Linked DNA regions of Mus musculus: regions 1, 2, 3, 4, 6 and 7 are each linked to region 5. Evidence: chromatin contacts called from public promoter capture Hi-C data. All regions are on one chromosome and are shown on one strand. The core of a region is the stretch at or near the end of the contact, and the rest is flanking DNA. Distances in the headings are between cores, read along the strand shown.

Region 1 (2,937 bases), core at 225-2,724, 1.0 Mb after region 5:
TCCCTCCCTCCTTCCCTTCCTCCCTCCCCTTCTTCCCTCCTTGTTCTTGGCCTCCTTGTACTAGTAATAGAGTTATTCTATCCTTCTTGGTTGTAGAAGTGCAACTCAAAGCTGAAAATGAGATGAAGTTGGTAAGCCTCCTAGGTGAACATAGTCTGACCCTGTGGAAAGAATAGAAAGCAATAATAATAGCAAATTGTGTCATAATATCTTATCCTTGGCTGTTAAAATGGTAATTTTATGAGTAACTGTGTCATGCATTTTAAAAAGACTCACCACTTTCCAAGTTAAATGTTATCACCTGTAACAGAAGCATCACACCAATGATATTTATAAATATCTCTGAAGCACAATCACGTTGCTGTAATAGGGTCACCAATAAAAACACCACAAAGCTAGATTAAGGTATGCACCAAAATAAACACTTGCCCAGTCCTAAACAATATACATTCCTGTTCACTGCTATACAGTTCATTAAGGTAAAGTATCCTACATTATAATAAAGTATTACATTTTTATCAACAAACAAAAGCACAGCCAGAGAGCCTCAGGATGCAAGTGACATGTTAGCTGGTGAGAGAAAGCACACTTTGCAAGTCATTTACTGGCAGAGTTAGATGTTCTGTTCTATTGAAGCAGTTGCTGTTTCAGACCTTTAATTAAAAAAAAAAATCTGCTAAGTCAGAACTTCTTAAAGCAAAATCTCTCAGAAAGTACCAAATGACGTGCTTTTATAAATGTCTAAACTGATAGCTCACAGAAATCTTAATTTCTGGTTACTCGAGAGGATGCCCCAGTTGGTTTTTTTTTTTTTTCATTATAACAAGTAGATACCTCATATACATAGAGCTTACCACTAGAAACACACCTTATTTTAAATAAAATATTTAGCATGTATAGTATAAATACCATCAATATTCTTATTTATCAAACAGAATGCTGCTTCAAAACCAGTGTTTATTTGATGTCTACTTAACTGTTTGCTGTCAAGATAATATTTACATATGAGAACATCTCACTGTGGAGAAAATAGCTTGAGCGACAGTTCTGTGATAAAATGACAAGTCACTATTGGCTTGGCACTGTTTTAAAGCTATATGCAATATTTTTGCCACTAGTATACAGATTATATTTACATACAAATAAATATCTCCCATAAACATATGGCTATAGAAAGACACAGCCCTTCTAAGTATTGTTATATTACTGATTTATTTAACATTTGTTTTGGGTTTTAATTTATAAGAAATAAGTGTGAATTTCAACTCAAACACTTTCTAAGTAACTGATTAGTTAAGCTCAAGTTCCCATGATTTACTGCATGCATGTTGTAGCTTCAATGACACTCTTAAGTAAATGTATTTTGAATGATACTGCTAAATGACTTTTGAGGCATGAGTAAGTAGGAAACCTGTGGAATGGTACTTTCCTTCTCTGTTCCCTTGGAAACGAAGGGAATGTCCTGGGCTTAGTAAGGCAGTGAATGGCATTAGATAATACCCCATATTTGTGATGTACTTCATCTCATCAGTGTAGAAGAGCCAAGACCCAAGTGAGCCCTGGAAGGAACAAGCCACTCTGCCATCCATCATCTTCTTTCCATGTGAGGTTCCCTTCCTGTTCTGAGTCTCCCTCAGACTTATCATGAGTTCTGCACACAGCCTGTGCGTTTCTAAGATACCAGCCTCTGGTATCTTAGAGCACCAGAGAAAGATGCTATGAGATCAATACCAGTGTCTGAGTGCCAAGTGAAAAGGTCAGTAAATTCTGTTCTGAAGAATCAGGAGAAGAATCCAATACGAGTGATTAAAAAAAAAAGAAAACAAGAAAAGAAAGAAAAAAAGAAAAGAAAAGAAAGAAAGAAAACGATGACCTTTTGAGGATTTTTTTCCTGTGATGTACTTTACCTTTTGCTACATGTGAGATCCATATCAGAAACTCAGCTGCCTGTGGGTGGTTTACATTCTCAGTGAGTTTTACTTCCATTACATTTTTCTGAGGGGAAGAAAAAAACTGGCTTTGGCAAAGCAGGTGTGAGAATTAAACAAGAAGGCCGCTGTATTCTCAGAGAGGAAGGGCTGCTTCACCACAGCCTCTCACCGCACCAACCCAGACACCAGAGAGAATGTCTTCTCACAGCAATGTTCTCAGAAGCACCATCAATCATTTGCTTATATATCTTTCAACAGATTCCACCCGTCATCTAGTTTAGAAGAAACAATTTGAGGCATTAACTTGGTGAGGGATTTTTTTTGTTGTTGTTAGAACAAAAGAACTTGGCTAGCTCTAACCTGAGTACACAATTTTCATCTAAGCAACTTGGAGAAGTTAAATCATGCTGAGAAAATGATCTGTCAAACTAATCTATTATACAGCAGATCCTTAAAGCTTTTGTTTGTACTTTGAGCCATGGCATTTCTAACATTTAAAACCTTGTTCCTATATTTGAGAAGCTCTTGATTTTAAAAGCCCCCTCCAAAATCTTTGTTTTCCCTTTGAGTCAAAGCATTCCTATGACTAAACTTTTTTTACTTCATCTAATAGATATTTTAATTAAAATAATAATAGTTTCTAAGAAAATAAGCTTGTTGGACAATTTGGAAAGTTGGAAGCTATATATTTTGTATTCTGTGCTCAAAATAGATTTGCATAAACCTAGAATATATGTGAGTCACAGGATGCTAATACAATTTTATCAAGCAGAAGAAGCAGAGTACCCACACACTAGCTAACTCCTTGATTAAATATCAACATAACAGTCTAACTGTAGGTAGATTCATGAAGGTGGGGACCACTTCCTGCTTGTATGGTCCAATCTACAATGGCCAAGGCAGCTGAAGGAATATATCCATTATCTAACCCCATGAATAGGATATGCAGTGCAATATGCTTGCATTGTCTGGGCAGGCTGTCAAAATTTGTAATTCCCTCACACAG
Region 2 (3,019 bases), core at 299-2,798, 700 kb after region 5:
TGCAGTTTATCCATCCTTAATTCCAGCTTTAGTGGCTTGACAACAGCATCTCTCAATTTAGTGCCTAAATAGTGTTTTACTTCTGTCTTTTCTGGGGCTATCACCAAATTCCACTTCTCCAACTGTTTAGTTAGGGTCCCAAATACTTCTTCCACTTCCACATTAAAGGATCCACAAATCAAAATATCATCCATATAGTGGTATAAATATACTCTCGGATACTGTTGTCAGATAGGTCGCAATGCCTTATCTACATAAACCTGGCACAGTGTAGGGCTATTTGCCATACCTTGGGGTAGAACCACCCACTCATATCGCAAATCAGGGGCAGAATGATTAATTGATGGCAAGGTAAAGGCAAATTTATCTGTATCAACCGGATGCAGAGGAACAGTGAAAAAGCAATCTTTCAACTCTATCACTATTGAGGTCCAATTTCTTGGTAACGCTGAAGTCATTGGTAACCATAATTGCACTGACCCCATGATTTCCATCTGGGCATTGTCTGCACGTAAACAATGGAGTAACCTCCATTTCCCTGATTTCTTTTTTATAACAAAAATAGGTGAATTCCATGGTGAAATAGATTCTCTAACATGTCCTGCATCAAGTTGCTCTTTAACCAACATGTGGCCAGCTTCCAGCTTTTCCTTGGGTAGGGGTCACTGAGGCACCCAACTGATAAGATTTCCATTTAATAGATATTTGCTCAGTGGACCCTAGGAAAAACCCAATCCCTCCCTGCCACTTTGGCCTCTAGGAGAGATAGGTGAGAATCATCCATCCTCATTTTTGCCAAGACCCTTACCCTTCTGATAGTTCATCCCGTCCATGATAGCTTGACTCTGCAAACTATAAGTCTTTTCTGAAACTATTTTTACACCCATCTTGGTCATAACATCTCTTCCCCATAATGAAACAGGGACTTGAAGAACAAATGGCTGAAAACTGCCCCTATGCCCCCTCCTCATCCTTCCAATGGAGTACACTGGCACTGTAGCTGGGGTCTTGTGCAAATCCAAGACCTTGAAGAGTTTGAGCAGAGGTCTGAAGGGGCCAACTTTTTGGCCAATCTGTTTCTTTTACAGTGCTGCGATTGGCCCAATCAAGTAAGCCCCATATAGAGACTCCCTAAATTTCAAGTTTAATCATAGGGTGATCCTCCATAGTCATAGAAAACCACACCCCAGTGTCTCCAGTAGAGCTGAAGCACCTATTTCCTCTTTTCAGTTCCCTTGAAAGGAAGCTAGCATGGTGACTAGGCAAAAGCAAAATTTGAGCAATTCTATCTCCAGGGGAAATGGCAGACACCCCTCTGGGGGAGGAAACCATGATCTTAAACTCTCCCCCATAGTCAGGATCAATGACACCAGGATGGATAATTAATCCCTTATTGGCTGCTGAACCATGTCCTAATAAGAGGCCAACTGTGTTTTTAGGCAAAGGACCCTTAAAGTCTGAAGCAGTCATTTGCACACTCATTTCTGGGGTTAATATGAGTCTGGTGGTGGCACAGATGTCCAGTCCTGCACTTCCTGTTGTGGCTCTTCTGAGGATGCCCGTAGATGATTGCACCGGGGAATGTGTTGAAGGTTTGGCCACAGTGTGGGAGTCTGCTGCATGGCCCCATATATTTGTGGGCCCTGAGGCTGGGGGCCCCGCACTCCATTTTTTGGCCTAGCAGCTGTGGATTGAGAAGTTAGGGGACAACCATCTACATCCCACTTGGATTGACATTCTCTGACGCAATGATTTCCTTTGTGACAGTGAGGGCATAACTTGGGCTCTGCATGCCTGTCTGTATCTCCTGTCTTCCTTTATTAGGACAGTCTCGCTTGAAATGACCTGGCTGCCCACAAGAGAAGCATCCCCCCTGGATTCCCCCTTGCTGTCCACCCTGATGAGGAGTCTGCCTTTGAGCCTGAACTATGGCTGCCACTAACCCCTGGTTGGTCAGTGGAATGTCCACCACATCTCGGAAAACCTTTAACCATACTTACAACGTTGGCTCTTATAAGGGCATATGGCGTCTCTGCAGGGTTTATTGGCCTACTCATAGGCTAATTGCTTGACCAATGGCATTGCAGCATCACCATCTGGAAATACTCTCCCAGCTGTCTCCACTAGTCGTGCTAGGAAGTCTGCAAAGTTCTCATTGGGTCCCTGTATCACCCTAGACAAGCTGGTCCCAAGGTCTCCAGTGCCTGATAGCATCTTCCAAGCTCTAAGAGCAGTTATTAATCTGCTCATAAACCTGTATAGGATAACCTGTTTGATTGTTGGCAAAGTTCCCTTGCCCCATTAACATGTCTATATTCCAGGCTGCATTGGGGAATCCAGCAGCAGCATTAGCCATAGCCTGCTCAACGGCATGCTTAAGATAAGCAGCCTTCCATGTTAAATAACCTCCTCCCGAAAGAATGGCTTTGCGAAGGTTCTGCCAATCAAAAGGCGTCATACAGTACCGCTGTAGGGACTCAACTTGAGTTATGGTAAAGGCAGCCTGGACCCCATAAGTCGGAACTGACTCCTTCAATCTTTGTACAACCTTCCAATCCAGGGGTTCATGATAACGTTGCCCCTGTTGATCCTGAAATACTGGGAAGGCCCCCACAATGGTGGGCACATTTTTCTAGACTTCTACATGAAGACTACGCCTTCCCCTTTTGTCTTCCTAATCTTTATGGGGGGGGGGGGGGAGAAGTCAACGGAGGGGCTGATGGTTCAGGCGTCCTACTGCGCCGCAAACTCAAGCGGGACATCTGACTACAGATGTCACTGTTGCTATCAGTCCCGTCGCTGTCACTAGTAGACCCTTCAGAGCTAGATTCCTTCTTCTCTTTCTTCTCTTTGGTTTGTTGTTTAAGCTGTTTAGGTTTTCAGCTGCTAGCCTGAGAAGCAATCTCCTTAGCCTCCTCAATCACCACCGCTCCTTCCTCTATTTCAGCATTGTACTTTCCACTGGCATCCCTCAAGCACGCCCTGACCAAGTTCCATATGGCTAACATCCCTACAGGTA
Region 3 (2,986 bases), core at 445-2,944, 840 kb after region 5:
GTGCAGCAACCACCATTTCTAAATACTCAGCATCCAGCAGTTGCTGCCACTCTCCTATTTTATCCACACAGCAGTGATCCTAGGTACTTGCCAGTAACAATCCCATTTTATAGCCATAGAAATATAGCCAATGGGTTAATGTGTTAGGTTTCAGCATAGGAATCTATATACAAGCACCTAAAGTCATCAGCAAACTGCTTCTCCAAGGAAGCATTATCCAATGCATGAAGACAGAATGACAAAGTGTACCTGCAGGGCTGTCTATTCCTAGAAACAGTGTAGCCACATCAGCCCCTAAAGTACTTGATGTCTTAAATTCTACTCTTATCTAATATCACTTCTGGAGCATAACTTAGTGCTATACATTACTCGAGCCCAAAGATTCACATCCTAGCTTTACCATCTACTCACGTGAGGAAAACACCTTTTCTATGACCCAGTATTCTCTTAATAAAAATAAAGATAAGGAATGAGCTAATTAATGCTGCTTACTGGCATTTACTGGGTGATCAGATATGTCAACAATACATTTAAGAAGAACTCAATACTCAGAACCACTATAATTTTAGTATACTTATATATAAATTATAAAACAAATGAAATATTCCCAAATGCCCATACTATAGGCCTATTGCTATGTGTAAATATGATGTTATACATTATCCTATTCACATTCTTCCTTACTGGCCACAGCCTGGTATGCTGCTGAGCTGTTGTTGATCATCCCCATTACAAACAATTTTTTGTCAAAGGATGCTGTATTTGTGATAAGCAACAAATTCATGGTCTTGGTTCAAATGTAAAAGTGTATTTTTTTCCCACCAACAATATTTGCTTTTGTTTTGTTTTGTTTTGTTTTGTTTTTAAATTCACATAAAGTGATACCACTTTAACAAAGAAACTAACGCACAAGTAGAGCTATCCATGGAAAATGGGATAGAAGTGGATTTGTGAGACCTGTGGGCATCTGATCAGAGAGAACAAGAGCATCATCCTCCCAGGGATCCATCCCATAATCAGCCTCCAAACGCTGACACCATTGCATACACTAGCAAGATTTTGCTGAAAGGACCCTGATATAGCTCTCTCTTATGAGACTATGCTGGGGCCTAGCAAACACATAAGTGGATGCTCACAGTCAGCTATTGGATGGATCACAGGGCCCCCAACAGAGGAGCTAGAGAAAGTACCCAAGGAACTAAAGGGATCCGCAACCCTATAGGTGGAACAACAATATGAACTAACCAGTACCCCCCGGAGCTCGTGTCTCTAGCTGCATATGTATCAAAAGATGGCCTGGTCGGCCATCACTGGAAAGAGAGGCCCATTGGACTTGCAAACTTTATATACCCCAGTACAGGGGAACGCCAGGGCCAAAAAGTGGGAGTGGGTGGGTAGGGGAGTGCGGGGGAGGGTATGGGGGACTTTTGGGATAGCATTGGAAATGTAAACGAGGAAAATACCTAATTAAAAATATTTTAAAAAAAGAATCTAACGCACAAACTTGTTAGGTGTGTCTTCGAAAGGGACATCTCCAGAAACAACGGCTCTCGGGTCCATGGCACAGAAGTTGTACAAGGCACGATTCTCATACACAGCTGCTCTGTTTCTCTTCCCACTCAGGATCTGCGAGACCGCCTATGGGACATCTGTGAAGCGAGGAAGGAAGAGGCGGAACAGGAGAGGCTTGATATCATTAATGAGAGCTGGCTGCAGGACTCTATCGGAATCACAATGAATCATTTCTTTTCCCTGATGCAGGTAGGGACAGCCGGGCATGGTGACACAGGCTCTCTTTGCAACCTTATTCCTCAGGGAACAAGTCCATCTGGAATGTTAGGGGTCTGAGCATGAATCATTTTTTGCTCATTTTGCTTATTTTGTGTGGTATGCATTCTCTGTGTGGTACGCATTCTGCCTTGCCAAGTAAAATTAGCTAACAAAAATTGTTTTGTTTGTTTGTTTGTTTGTTTGTTTGTTTGTTTTATCCCAGCCAAGCAATCATACAGACATTGAATCTCAAGCAGCTACTGGACATCTCTTGTCCCTGTGAAGTTTCTGTGAGATTGCAGAGACGCTGTCTGAAACGGGGGTATTTACCTGACCAGATTCTCGAATACTTAAAGGTGGCCACAATAGCCAAGGAAATCTGCCCTACCATAATTTCTGGGCTACGTTACAACCATGGGTACCATTGCTGTGATCAGGGGAAAAAAACATATCAGCCTTTAGCTGTTAGATGTCACAAGACAAAATGACTATAGACACAGATTTTGAGAGCTCAAGGATTGATACAGGATGGAGGCGTGGGGTCAATTGTGTTTGCTTTGTAGTTTTTTAACTTTTAATTTCATGTTTATCTGGGTCAGAGTGTGATTTTGTGCACCTGCTATGTGCCTGTGTAGATAGGAGGTTAGATTCCTTCCTGTATATAGGAGCCTTAAAATGCTATCTGCCTTGAGAAATAACTATACTTTGAAATGATGGTTTTGTGGATCTTGAGGAAGGCATTCCTGCATTAAAAAACTGATAAAAAGAAAAGGGCTTGTCTTAAAATGTGCATTTCAAACACACACACACACACACACACACACACATACACACACAATTTTTACAATGGATCAATTTCCTTATGTCCTGAGGGAGGCTAGGGGTTAAGAGTCTTGGACAAACAAATCTGTCTAAAATTATTGATGCTTAGGAGACTATCAAAGCTATCATGGCCAAGCTATACTTACTTAATTTTTGTTAACAGACTAGTGGCTCATAGGGGAAATGGAAGGGGAGCCATTTCTCATCATAACTGATCAACTTAGAAGATACTTTAGAAAATGATAAAGTATCTCTGGTGATATGACTTAGACATCGTAGGTTTTCAGCAAATCTTTTCTAAACAGATGACCCTTCAATTCTAGAAGTTTTAGCCTCAAATGAGACAGTCCCTGCTCCAAGGGCAGGTCTAAAAAGTCAACAGAAACCTAAAAGA
Region 4 (2,767 bases), core at 14-2,513, 870 kb after region 5:
ACCGTCAATGTCATTGACTTGGCCATCCAAGTCTCCCTACAGTTACAAAAGCAAGCCATCACCAACTGGAGGACAATCTGGGGAGAAGGTGCTACCTATGTTATGGCTGTCATCTTGCAGGTCTGGAATTGAAATATGAAATGTTTTGCTCATGTGTCCAATTGGATACAATAAAATTTAGTGATGCTTTTAAATTTTTTAACCTGTTTGAAACAAATATCAAAGGTTTTTGTTGTTGTTGTTATTGTTGTTGTTGTTGTTTTCAGTACAAGATTTCTCAGTGTAAAAGTCCTGGCTGTCCTGGAACTCATCCTGTGGACCAGGCTAGCCTCAAACTCAGAGATCCTCCTGACTCTGCCTCCTGAGTACTGAGATTAAAGGTGTGCACCACCACCATCATGCTGCCATAAAATTTTAACCTAAGAATTATGCAATTTTAATATTTGCTCAATTAGAAATGACTGTTATTTTTTTTCCTGGACCAAAGAAAGAGGACATTTTACAGAGATAACAAAAAGAACATCAAGAATTTTTATTTTATTTTATTTTACTTTATTTTATTTTATTTTATTTTATTTTATTTTATGTTTCTAAGGTAGCTTCTTTCTCTCTAGAGAAACACAAGACCAAGTAAGTAAGAGAGTTACTAGGCATTATTTCTGTTTTAGCAGAATAAACTGTAATTCCAGTAAAAATGGTAATAAATAAATAAATAAATAACTGTTTCACTGTGTTGTAGGCATAATCGGAAATAAAGCCTTCAGTGACATTCTGCTTGATTTGATTACCCTAAACCTTGGAACCAATAACTTCCCTAGCAGCTGGATGCACCTCAGCCAACTGGACGTAAGTTTCTGTTCTGTTTGGCATCTAAAAGGCCTTAATGCAGGTCTTACTTGATGAATCAATAGTTCTAAGGCAACCAGTTTGCAGCATTAGCAAGAAACCAATGACATTTAAATGAGTGAATGATGTCGGAAGTAAGCCATGCTATTGATGACTAACATTTAACCATTTCAGACACTGGGAGATGCAACCCAATTACAAGTGGTTTACAAATACCTTAACAAGGAACAGAAGCTGAGTTTTGAGAGTGCTTGGTTTTCATCATATTTTCATTGTCAAGACCCTAGGAAGTTTAATGTTTATATTGCACTACCCTGTTAATATGTTACTTCCCCAGACTTTAACCTTCCACTGGTTAAAAGACACCAGGCTAACTGACCTTAGTGAATTAGATGAGCAGGGTACACAAAAATCACAAATGTCAAAACAGTTGCCTGGTGTGGCTCCGTTGTTAGAATAGAAAACGAAAGTAAACCCAAGTCAGAACTGGCTCTGGCTGCCAAGGTGAAATCCCTCTTCCCTTGGCACCAAGCTCTGAAAGCCTAAGTGGGAGTAGCTTCAAGTTAGTTGGCCAAACTTCCCAGTGAGAGCCCCTATGTTCTTCCAGTTGCAGGAGATCACATCTTTATTAACAGTCAACACAGAGTTCGTGGACTGGAGGAAGTTCTTGATGGTCACAGCCATGCCGTGGCCCATGGCCCTGGAGGATGAGCTTCTGGACACCCTGCAGAGGTTTAAGGCCCTGGATGAAGCACAGACAGGCACCATCACCTACGAACAGTATAAGCAGGTAGACCAGTTCTCTTAACAAGTACCCAGCTCACTGCTGACACATCACATTTCTGGCCACTCTCGTGCTCCTAAGAAGCTCATACATAGGCAGCACAGACAGAATCAAAGTCCAGGACAGAAGTTTGGCTTCCATACCCAGGCAAAGCATTAGGAAAAAAATATTAAAGTAAAAAATTTCCTGCAGAACTAAGGGTCCCTAATAAAGTCACAAAAATCTTCATTATTTTTCTCCTGAGTTCTCAGCTAGTAATTATTCCTGTGGCTATATATTAAAACCACATGCAGGGCTTTAAATGATCCACTGCCAGGCACCCTATACTCCCAAGGAATGGGAAGGGCAGGAATGAAGAACTTGGTGGCCTTGGATGCTTCTGTTTTGCTCCTTTGGAATTGGGTTAGTGGATGGTGCGACTTGTTTTAACTGAATGAGCTTAAAATGTACATGAATATTTAAGGCAGAAAGGGTCTAACTGCTATCCACAGGAATTCTGAATATTGGAACGTGCATGAAGGAGCTCATCTAAGAAAAGTGATGGTAATCCAGAACATAATACCTGCTCATTGGAATTGGTTGGCAGAGTGTCACTGGAGGCCTGTTGTACAACAGGATTGGGGAATTTTGAATACAGAAGCTAGACTCCAAATAAAGAAATTAATTGGTCAATAGGATTATAGATAGATAGATAGATAGATAGATAGATAGATAGATAGATAGATAGATAGATAGATAGATAGATAGATAGATATTCTAGTCATCCGGTCAGGTATATGAGCATTTAATACATTTGTCCAGAATTTGAATGTTAGGATTAGTGTTATAATTCTCTAACTGACAAGGGTGCCTAGATTACTTGTCTCATCTCTACTGACTGAATGTGCCTTGTTCACCCTTCCACATCACTACAACTACAGAGGAGGGGATCACTTAGAATAGGGCTCAGACTTAGAAGCAGGGAGATGACCTGTAGCAATTTATCTCCCAAGTGTTTCATCACTGAAAGCTGACAGATCTTCCTGTCTTGCCTTGTTTATAATTAGTAGCTGACATCCTTTTGATTAGTTAGCCTAGAGCTTCCTGTGCTCACACACAAATGAAGCAACACGTGGATCCTAATGAGTTTCTCTATGG
Region 5 (2,836 bases), core at 204-2,703:
ATCATCTATCTATCTATCTATCTATCTATCTATCTATCTATCTATCTACCTGTCATTCAGCACTCAGGTTTCTCTTAGGTCATATAAATATCTTAACTTTTATTAAATATTTCCATGTAAAGGAACAGGTTTTTGCGGGTTGTAAAAAAAAAGACATGTATTTAAAAATTATTTTATTTTTTTAAATCAGAAAGCTGGTTTTAAACTCATGGCAATCATTTTTGTTTTGGTCTCCCAGTTGCTGGCAATCACAGGCATGAAACATCATCTCTAGTCAGGCAACTCAGTCTTCTAGAGTTTGCAAACAAAAGCACACAGGGAGGAAGAAAAAAAAAATGTGTCCACCCCCACCCCACCCCACCCTCATCAAGGAAAGTTCTCAGGAGAGGAAATGCTTTATATAAACTTTTTGTTGTTTTGTTTTGTTTTGTTTTTCAAGACAGGGTTTCTCTGTATAGCCCTGGCTGTCCTGGAACTCACTTTGTAGACCAGGATGGCCTTGAACTCAGAAATCTGCCTGCCTCTGCCACCCAAGTGCTGGGATTAAAGGCATGTGCCACCACCGCCTAGCTCCTCTTTTCTTTTTAAGGTCTTGTCTTAGCAAGGCTGGATGTTAAGACATTTCACAACACTGGTTAGTTGATGTTTCTTTATGACTTATTCTTAGGAAGAGTACTTGTTATGATGTGGACATTTTCTGCTTAATATATGTGTAAAAGAACCTAGTCTGGCTGTGGAGGCCAGTAAGCCCAGCACTTGGGAAGCAGAGACAGGATCATGAATTTAACTCATTATTCAAGCAGGCCTTGAATTCACAGATAATTGAAGGTGTGGTTCGGAATTCCTGAATAAACTGGCCTCTGCCTCCTGGGTGGAGGCTGGGATTAAAGCTGTGTTCTTCATACCGGGCACCTAGCCTGGCTTTTGGTACGCTACCTTTAAGATGCTTTAAAAACTGATTTAGGCAATGACCTTATTTACTGTCCCTTATTATGCATTATCAGGCAAGATGGGGGGGGGGGGGAATTAAGAGATCCTAGGAAGTGGTAGCTGAAGAGAATTGAAAAGATGGTAAATCCCGGTGTGTTTCCACCACGAACTTCTGGCTGAAACTCAGCACTTAACTCCTTGAAGCTCCAGTTGCCTCGTCTGCAGAGAACTAATCCGAAGGTCCGGAAGGTATTTCCCAAACTACTTCCTTATCAAGCCTACCTTGCCCTGCCTTCAGGCCGGCTAGGAGTGCCACCCAAACAGCCTACTGTGTCCCTCACAATGACTCTCGGCGTGGCTCCCCCGCCCAGCCTCCCCTGCCCAGGCCCCGCCTCCGCGGCGCGCCGCTCCCCCGGAACCCAGCCCAGCCCCCGCCCATGCGGAGCTGTCGGCGCCGCCCCCTCCGCGCGCCCGCGTGCCGCAGCCCGCGTCGTCCACCGCCGCGCGCCTCCGCCACCCCGCGCCGCTGCCGCCGCCGCCGCCGGGCTCGCTGGCTGGCGGGCTGCTGGCGCCGGGCTCCCGCCGGAGGAGAGGACAGCCAGCGCCGCCGCTGCGGCTTCTGCCCGGGCCCGGGCGTCGGCCCCGCCCCGGGCCCCGGCCCGGTGTCCAGCCCCGCCATGAAGTGTCACTACGAGGCGCTGGGGGTGCGGCGCGACGCCAGCGAGGAGGAGCTCAAGAAGGCCTATCGGAAGCTGGCCCTGAGGTGGCACCCGGGTAGGTGACCGGCGGGCGGGGACCCAGCCGGCCGACCCCGGGCCTGGCGGGGCGCACGCCGTGGGGACGGCGGGGCCCTGCCCGCACCGCCGAGGGGAAGCGGGCTCGGCGCTCAGCCGCCTCCGGCTCCTGCGGCCGGGCTGCCGGCCCCTCACGTCGCCCGGCCAGCCGGGGGACAGGCTTTTAAACAGGCCCGCTCGCGCCCGCCTTCCCAATGCCCAGGCTCCCGCAGACCCGGCCCCGCACGGGACACGAGTTTGCCACGGCGGGAGACCTGGGCGAGGTTCCTTAGGAGTTTGCTTCCCCGGCATGGTTGCTGTGGTTGTGAAACGGGTCTGCGGGACTTTTGGCGAAGTCTCTTCATCTACCAGGCTTCGAAACTTCGGAGTTGAACCCCGTCTGTTTGGGAGTCCCGAGGCTCAATCCCGCCTCTCTGGGTACTGGGAATTAAAGCCAGCGCCGCGCACCTGCTGCCAGGCGCTCCAGCATCCACAACACCGCCCCTGGTTTTTTTTTTAACGAATCACTTTTGAGATGGGGTCTCTCGCTACGTTGCCAAGGTAGCCTTTGAACGAGTGATCGTCCTGCCTCACCTTACCAAGTAAATTACATGCAATTACTTGGGATTACTGTCCATTGCCATCAGGCATGGGTGATTTTACATACTTTTTTTTCTTCGTGACTGGTTTACCTGTTTTTTGTTGTAGTTGTGTTTTAAGAATAGTTTCGGTTTACCTTTAAGCTGTTCTTACCAGAGTCTACAGAAGATGGATAGTCATATAAATGACTAATAAGTTTGGAGTGTTTGTTTGTTTGTTTAAAGGAGGAAAAAACGCCATATAACGCAAACAAGTTGAAGCTCAGTTTTTCTCATCCCTGTCGAGAAGATGCAAGTCACATGCATGAGGGTATAATATGTAGATTTTGGTTTTTTGTTTTGTTTTTAGCTGGTTTTTTGTTGTTGTTGTTGGTTTTGGTTTTGGTTTTTCGAGACAGGGTTTCTCTGTGTAGCCCTGGCTGTCCTTGAACTCACTCTGTAGACCAGGCTGGCCTCGAACTCAGAAATTCACCTGCCTCTGCCTCCCAAGTGCTGGGATTAAAGGCGTGTGCCACCACTGCCGGGCTATATGTA
Region 6 (2,953 bases), core at 407-2,906, 570 kb before region 5:
GCCTTTAGATCATAGATTCTTAAAAATACAAGAAAGGGGAGTGTTTGCTACAGGCAACACCTTGCCATTTACAGAGACATTTTGGAATACACGGCAGGAGAGAAAACCGTTACTAATATCTAGTGGAGACAGGTCAAGAGTGATGGTCACCTGAGTCAGAATGTCAATGTTTCCAAAACCTGGAAATTATACTTTAGACTAAAATGACTTCTCAGATGAGAGACACACACCAAAGACCCCAGAGGGCCAAACTCATGACTTCATTCTTTTGCTTTGGCAGTTAGCTAAGTGAATCTCTCAGCCTATACCACAGACCTCCAAAGAGCAGAGCACTCGTCAGTATTTCTGAGCTCTATCTAATCCCCTTGGCTTCATTTCTTTAGTGGCCAGAAGTCAATAGGACTCTCTTCTTAATAATATCAGCAGCCCCTATGCTCAGTGTCTGTCTCAGTGTCTGCCTCCTGACAGTCTCAGGAAGTTCAAACTTCATTAGACATGGTTTATGATTCATTTTGCTTTGTTTTTCTACTTATATTACAATCACACAACTCTTAACTATTTGTATCACCCATCTGAGTGTGAACTCTACAGATTGTACTTACCATAAAGTCTTCTAGTCATGGAATAACACCTAACAAAGCGAGGCTAAGTAAGTATTTGTTAGATGAGTGAGCAGACTAAGACCTTTACTGCATAGGACTTTCCGTATCACCACAGGTTTCCTTGGTTTTCAGTAGCCCTTGAAATACAATAAAAAAGAAAGAAATTGGCAGAGGAAGAAAACGCTTTTTTAAAGTGAGAACGTGCGCTTGAAGGCGAGGCTATAAAGCCAGGATGCAAGGAGGGGTCCACAGAAGCACAGAATTACCAGGGCAGAGAACTTCAACATATTAAAACTGATCGAAGGCCAGTTGATTTTTTTTTTTACTGAAGCTCTTGCGACCTCTATTGGTAAAATCGAGAAATGCAGCGTCTGCAGCGAAGTGCCCTTTTAAAGTCCACTTTGGAATTAAGACTGTTTAAGGTTGCCGAGGACCTCTTTTCTCTTTTATTGTTCCTTTGACTGATTACAAGTCTTTATCTCTTTCGCTCCATCTGTCCGTATATCCCCAATTACTGTTAGTAAAGTCAAGTATTATCCCAGAAGTGAGGGCAATTACTGCATGCTTAGCATACTTGTTTTTCAGGTTAGTTCTTCTGTCAAGAAAACACTTCAGCTTCCTTAAGTCCTTCTAAGAGCAACTAACCTGGCATCTAAATAAACTGCAAAGTTGAGACGTAACACGTCTCCCCCTCCCCACGGCCCCCTGTAGCTTCAGTTCTTAAAATATACTCAATTCCAGGCAAACATCAACCCTTAGAATTCTGCCAATCTGACACCAGGTAAGTGTTCAGCTAATTAGAGGGGAGATGGGGCTTCAGTTTGAGTACTAGGAAAAGATTGGTTATTTGATTTAAAGAACAAAGGGTGTTACTATTGTGTAAGTGGGAGAAACAAACTATTGTGTTAAGGTGGGGAGAAAGGAGAAAAAAAAACCTCGTCCTAATAAAAATAAGAAAGGAAGAAAGCAGACTCAGACTCACTCCAGACACCGAGAAAATAAAAGACTAAGACCACTCCTTCTGCAACTTGGAACAAAGGGGAGTTAGTTGCCAGTAGACTCTGCCTCTCCCTGCGTGGCGCGCGGGGTTCAGCACTTCGGAAAGCACCCCCATCTTCTCGCACGGAGATTATGCAAGCTCTTCGGGGCTCTCAGCAGAGGTGGGTGCCAATGTAACTCATCAAACGCTGGCAACTCACTGGGGGTTGACAATATCGGACACACAGAAAACACCAACGGAGCTCCAGGAAGTGATGGCGTGAATCAGCCTTCAGGCAGTCAGAGCGAGACACAGATGTCCACGATCTGTTTTCCTCTAGAAGGAGAGAAACTCCTCCGGGCAACCTCAGAAGCCAACAAAGGTACTGGGAGAGCCGTGCTCCTGAGTAGGGGACTGCATCTAAGTGACAGCAGGAAAGCAGAGGGGTATGACTCAGTCTTAGAGTAGGTAGCTGGAGACTCAGTTCTCACCAGGAGGAACCTTGATCCCCAGCCACTTGCCTAGAACTATCCTCTCTTCTAAACCCACCAAGAACTGATGCTGAGTGCAGCCAACCCCTGCGCCCAAGGCGGTTCTGGGCGCCAACGCGGCTCAGCATCCAGTTTCCAGGAGCCCTTTTGAGCGTCTACATAGAAAGCTCAGGCACCTGCTTTGCGCGCCCGCCTGGGTACCACACCCGGAGCAAGCGCTGACTCTCGGTAGTCGGCTTGCAGAACGTGACTAAGGCGCACCTGAGCATGCAGGTGGCTTCTGCAACCCCCGCGGCCACCGTGAGGAAAGCAGCTGCGGGTGATGAGCTCTCAGAATTCTTCGCTCTGACCCCAGACTTGCTGGAAGTGGCCAACGCCAGCGGCAATGCGTCGCTGCAGCTTCAGGATCTGTGGTGGGAGCTGGGGCTAGAGTTGCCAGACGGTGCGGCGCCTGGGCATCCTCCGGGTGGCGGCGGGGCAGAGAGCACAGACACTGAGGCCAGGGTACGGATCCTCATCAGCGCGGTTTACTGGGTGGTTTGTGCCCTGGGACTGGCCGGCAACCTGCTGGTTCTCTACCTGATGAAGAGCAAGCAAGGCTGGCGCAAATCCTCCATCAACCTCTTTGTCACTAACCTGGCACTGACTGACTTTCAGTTCGTGCTCACTCTGCCCTTTTGGGCTGTGGAGAACGCACTAGACTTCAAGTGGCCCTTCGGCAAGGCCATGTGTAAGATCGTGTCCATGGTGACATCCATGAACATGTACGCCAGCGTCTTCTTCCTCACTGCTATGAGCGTGGCGCGCTACCACTCGGTGGCCTCGGCTCTCAAGAGCCATCGGACCCGAGGGCGTGGCCGTGGCGACTGCTGCGGCCAGAG
Region 7 (2,942 bases), core at 163-2,662, 940 kb after region 5:
GGATTGAAGATGCCCAGAGGGGTCATGGTCACATTGAGAAATACTACGGAATCAACTAACCTGGGCACATAGGTTTTCATATAGACTAAACTTTCAACCAGAAATCATGCACAAGACAAGCCTAGACCCTCTGCACATATGTAACAGTTGTGCAGCTGGGTCTTCATGTGGGACTCCTAAAACCGAAGCCAGGGCTGTCTCTGACTACATTGCCTGCCTTTGGAAGCCTTTCTGCTAACTGGGCTGCCTTTTCTAGTCTCGAGAGAAGAAGATGTGCCTAGTCTTACTGCAGCTTGATATGTCAAGGCTGGTTGATATCCAAGGGAGGCCTCCCCTTTTCTGTGGAGAAATGGAAGAATGTTAGAGAAGGTTGGAGGGAAGGGAGAAAGAGGGATTGGGAGCAAAGGATGGGGGGGGGGGCGCTGCAGTCAGAATTTAGGATAAATAAATAACTTAATCAATTCTTAAAATGATTTAAGAAAAGGATCCACAGAACCTACTTAGTTCAGCTCTTGTGCTCATGAGTGTATAACTGCCCACTAGAGCTTGAGCAACCTACCATGGGACACACTTTTAAAGAAAACTAACTCTTAATCGCCTGGTATTTGTCAACCTGCCAGGAGGGCCTCAGCTAGGGATGTGGCCTCTTGAACACCTGCTCTGTCCATATTGGAATGTGGATTGGTGTGATCTCATGCCAGTCTTGTGTCACAACCATAGCTTCTGTGAAATTATGAACACAAAGATCCTATTATTTTTATAATAGATAATTTCACTGTATTTCTCTTTGGCTCCTGCCTCTTCTGATCTTTCCTTCTCTCCTCCATGGTGTTCCCTGAGTTCTTGAGGGGAGTGTTTCATGGCTGGTACTATAAATCTGACCACGAACCCGTGCCAGGGAGGTCTTAGAGCATAGGGGAAAACACAGGACTATTGTTTGTTTAAAAGACAGAGTATCAAACTGTCTTCTAGACATTTGTCCTTATACCCATAGAATAGTGCAGCCTTGCCTCTCATTAGAGAAGCTCTTTTCTCACTTCTCTCTCAGAGAGCAGAGAACTGGGCGTGACCATTGAGGGTTCAGCCCTAAGTGGGACAACTCTATCCTAGCATCATTATTCCTAAAACAAGAGCATCCCCAACCAACTGAGGAGCATCGTAAGTGTGGATTTTGGCCTTGTGATCCTGTTACATTGGACCCTGAGATCATCTGAAGCATCACTTGAAGTCTACCACCTTGCTCAAAAGTAAGCAGTTAAGTTCAGGAGCTTCAGGGAATACCAAGATGCAGGAAAAAAAAAAGTCACACTCTACCTCTCCGTTTTCTCTACCTCTGCTTACAGCAGCAATCCTTTTGCTCAGACTTCCTGTTTCTGGCACTTGCCTTCTTCTGTGATGTTCATAGTTCCCTGTCTGTGGTTTAGCAGGCACAGAGCTGGTTTGGGTCTCCCTCTCTCTCATTCACTTGCACATACAAGCGTGCTTCTTCTCTATTCTTTCTCTCTCTCTCTCTCTCTCTCTCTCTCTCTCTCTCTCTCTCTCAGAATGATGGCTCTGGGTAGAGCTTTCGCTATAGTTTTCTGCTTAATTCAAGCTGTTTCTGGAGAAAGTGGAAATGCCCAGGATGGTGAGTCATTTCTAACTCCTTTTTTAAAGGATTTCAGATTACCTGTAGCATATATGATCAAGTTACACAGTTCTCTAACAGGGCAAGCAAGAATTTAGCACTAATTAGGTTGTTTTGTGGGTATTAATCACCAGGACAGAGGGAATGATGACAATACTGCAAATGGCTTGTAACTCTCAAGAACTGTCAAGAAGCATTGAGTTTCATTCAAATTCTGGCTCATAAATGTGGATGTATGCTGGTAATTTCAAAAAAGAAACCTCATATCAGTTCTTTGTTGGAGCTTTTTGGATGATCGCTTCCAAAACTGTATTAGACTGAAAAATCAAGCCATTGTTGTTTTGACTGTTTATGGAGTTCTAAAACCCTAGATACCCATGATAAATTAATGGCCAGAAACGAGAGGTTTGTGTATTCACCAAAACTGTATTTCTAGTGTCTAGAGTTTAGAAGTTACTCTATAATGTATTTCTTCAACATACTTTAGCTTTGGCAGATTCATGTTAGATTGCTGATGAATAATTCAGTAGTATGCTAAGGAAGGTGTCTTCTTTGAAATACACAGGGTTGCTTTTATATTCAGAGAATCCATTATATGGTCATCATAATTCTCCTCAGAATCCATAAAATACTTAGACCTTGACTTCTTAAAAATAGGCATTTTAATTACAGGACTGTACTCAAACGTCTCTGGCAGACACAGCAGCTACATGGAATGTGAATCTCCAATTTGTTTCTACAAATTAATTAAACTGTTTTCATACACACACACACACACACACACACACACACCATTAAAAGGGGAATGTGTGTGTGTGTGTCTTTGTGTATGTGCGTGTGTGTGTGTGTGTGTGTGTGTGTGTGTGTGCATCCTGCCTCTGGTTCCTGAGTGCTAGGATTAAAGGCAGACACCACCATGGCTGGCCTATATGTGCATTCCTAAACTGGGTGCAGTAGTACATCCCTGTAGTCCTGAAGCCTAAGAGGCTGAGACAGAAAAATCATCTTTGTTCCAGACCAGTTAAAGCTACATTGCATAAGCTTGTATCAAATACATCTGTATTTTCTTTATGCACAGTATCAATACACATCAGCCTAGCTCTGTAGTTTAGCTCTTCAGTCAAATGCCTTTAGTTGTGCATCCTAAGCTTAGATATTTGTGTGACTTTACTTTGTAATCAGCAAGGATGGAAAACCCTTGCATGTTCTTATGAAGAGAATCATCAGAGGAGTCACACTCTTCAGCATGACGGAGCATGAGTCACTTGGTGAGGGAGAGTCATTATCTCATGTTAAATGTGTGCAAATAGCTGGC

The links. Promoter capture Hi-C pulls out the DNA fragments that hold promoters and counts their contacts.
Region 1: a contact with region 5 is called in a promoter capture Hi-C map of pre-B cells. The contact joins the enhancer-like site here to the promoter of Dnajc21 in region 5. A contact is called at or near these places in 11 of 39 promoter capture datasets (the 3T3-L1 cell line, 3T3-L1-derived adipocytes, the C10 cell line and 8 more), 3 of 115 datasets of contacts at active chromatin or transcription factors (the 230-238 cell line, the SCID.adh cell line and stem cell-derived neural progenitor cells) and 1 of 9 other capture datasets (adipose tissue).
Region 2: a promoter capture Hi-C map of neutrophils shows a contact between it and region 5, with 4 times the contacts expected there. The contact joins the enhancer-like site here to the promoter of Dnajc21 in region 5. A contact is called at or near these places in 3 of 39 promoter capture datasets (the C10 cell line, neutrophils and pre-B cells) and 3 of 115 datasets of contacts at active chromatin or transcription factors (bone marrow-derived macrophages, large pre-B cells and regulatory T cell precursor).
Region 3: a promoter capture Hi-C map of hippocampal neurons shows a contact between it and region 5, with 4 times the contacts expected there. The contact joins the enhancer-like site here to the promoter of Dnajc21 in region 5. A contact is called at or near these places in 6 of 39 promoter capture datasets (the C10 cell line, the HPC-7 cell line, hippocampal neurons and 2 more) and 2 of 9 other capture datasets (liver and macrophages).
Region 4: a contact with region 5 is called in a promoter capture Hi-C map of liver, with 2.7 times the contacts expected there. The contact joins the enhancer-like site here to the promoter of Dnajc21 in region 5. A contact is called at or near these places in 6 of 39 promoter capture datasets (the 3T3-L1 cell line, the C10 cell line, hippocampal neurons and 2 more), 1 of 484 Hi-C or Micro-C datasets (myeloid progenitors) and 1 of 9 other capture datasets (liver).
Region 6: a contact with region 5 is called in a promoter capture Hi-C map of the SN4741 cell line, with 3 times the contacts expected there. The contact joins the promoter of Rxfp3 here to the promoter of Dnajc21 in region 5. A contact is called at or near these places in 3 of 39 promoter capture datasets (the 3T3-L1 cell line, the SN4741 cell line and embryonic stem cells) and 1 of 115 datasets of contacts at active chromatin or transcription factors (neural tube).
Region 7: a contact with region 5 is called in a promoter capture Hi-C map of pre-B cells, with 8 times the contacts expected there. The contact joins the promoter of Il7r here to the promoter of Dnajc21 in region 5. A contact is called at or near these places in 5 of 39 promoter capture datasets (the C10 cell line, the HPC-7 cell line, hippocampal neurons and 1 more), 1 of 15 datasets of contacts at CTCF or cohesin (large pre-B cells), 1 of 484 Hi-C or Micro-C datasets (CD4 T cells), 9 of 115 datasets of contacts at active chromatin or transcription factors (CD8 T cells, the SCID.adh cell line, bone marrow-derived dendritic cells and 5 more) and 2 of 9 other capture datasets (liver and pancreatic islet).

The regions. Positions count from the first base shown.
Region 1 is chr15:9,471,523-9,474,459 of GRCm38.p6, reverse strand. No RefSeq gene overlaps it. Among named protein-coding and RNA genes, the nearest start is that of Capsl, 37 kb to the right of the region's middle. Within about 2 kb of position 1,474, at least 46 of the 459 cell types and tissues checked have an H3K27ac peak or open chromatin away from gene starts, as enhancers often do. A contact at or near this core is called in the SCID.adh cell line and pre-B cells, where this site is marked.
Region 2 is chr15:9,773,155-9,776,173 of GRCm38.p6, reverse strand. No RefSeq gene overlaps it. Among named protein-coding and RNA genes, the nearest start is that of Spef2, 26 kb to the right of the region's middle. Within about 2 kb of position 1,548, at least 41 of the 459 cell types and tissues checked have an H3K27ac peak or open chromatin away from gene starts, as enhancers often do. A contact at or near this core is called in bone marrow-derived macrophages and neutrophils, where this site is marked.
Region 3 is chr15:9,633,324-9,636,309 of GRCm38.p6, reverse strand. Spef2 (sperm flagellar 2) reads left to right here. Exons shown (of 37, transcript NM_001305042.1): 24 at 1,624-1,761. Among named protein-coding and RNA genes, the nearest start is that of Il7r, 100 kb to the right of the region's middle. Within about 2 kb of position 1,694, at least 7 of the 459 cell types and tissues checked have an H3K27ac peak or open chromatin away from gene starts, as enhancers often do. A contact at or near this core is called in hippocampal neurons, where this site is marked.
Region 4 is chr15:9,595,382-9,598,148 of GRCm38.p6, reverse strand. It overlaps Spef2 (sperm flagellar 2), which reads left to right. Exons shown (of 37, transcript NM_001305042.1): 31 at 740-846; 32 at 1,454-1,636. Among named protein-coding and RNA genes, the nearest start is that of Il7r, 67 kb to the right of the region's middle. Within about 2 kb of position 1,263, at least 30 of the 459 cell types and tissues checked have an H3K27ac peak or open chromatin away from gene starts, as enhancers often do. A contact at or near this core is called in liver, where this site is marked.
Region 5 is chr15:10,469,133-10,471,968 of GRCm38.p6, reverse strand. It overlaps Dnajc21 (DnaJ heat shock protein family (Hsp40) member C21), which reads left to right and starts at 1,453. Exons shown (of 12, transcript NM_030046.2): 1 at 1,453-1,704. The coding sequence starts at 1,608.
Region 6 is chr15:11,036,671-11,039,623 of GRCm38.p6, reverse strand. It overlaps Rxfp3 (relaxin family peptide receptor 3), which reads left to right and starts at 1,656. Exons shown (of 1, transcript NM_178717.3): 1 at 1,656-2,953. The coding sequence starts at 2,340.
Region 7 is chr15:9,528,346-9,531,287 of GRCm38.p6, reverse strand. Il7r (interleukin 7 receptor) reads left to right here and starts at 1,412. Exons shown (of 8, transcript NM_008372.4): 1 at 1,412-1,627. The coding sequence starts at 1,546.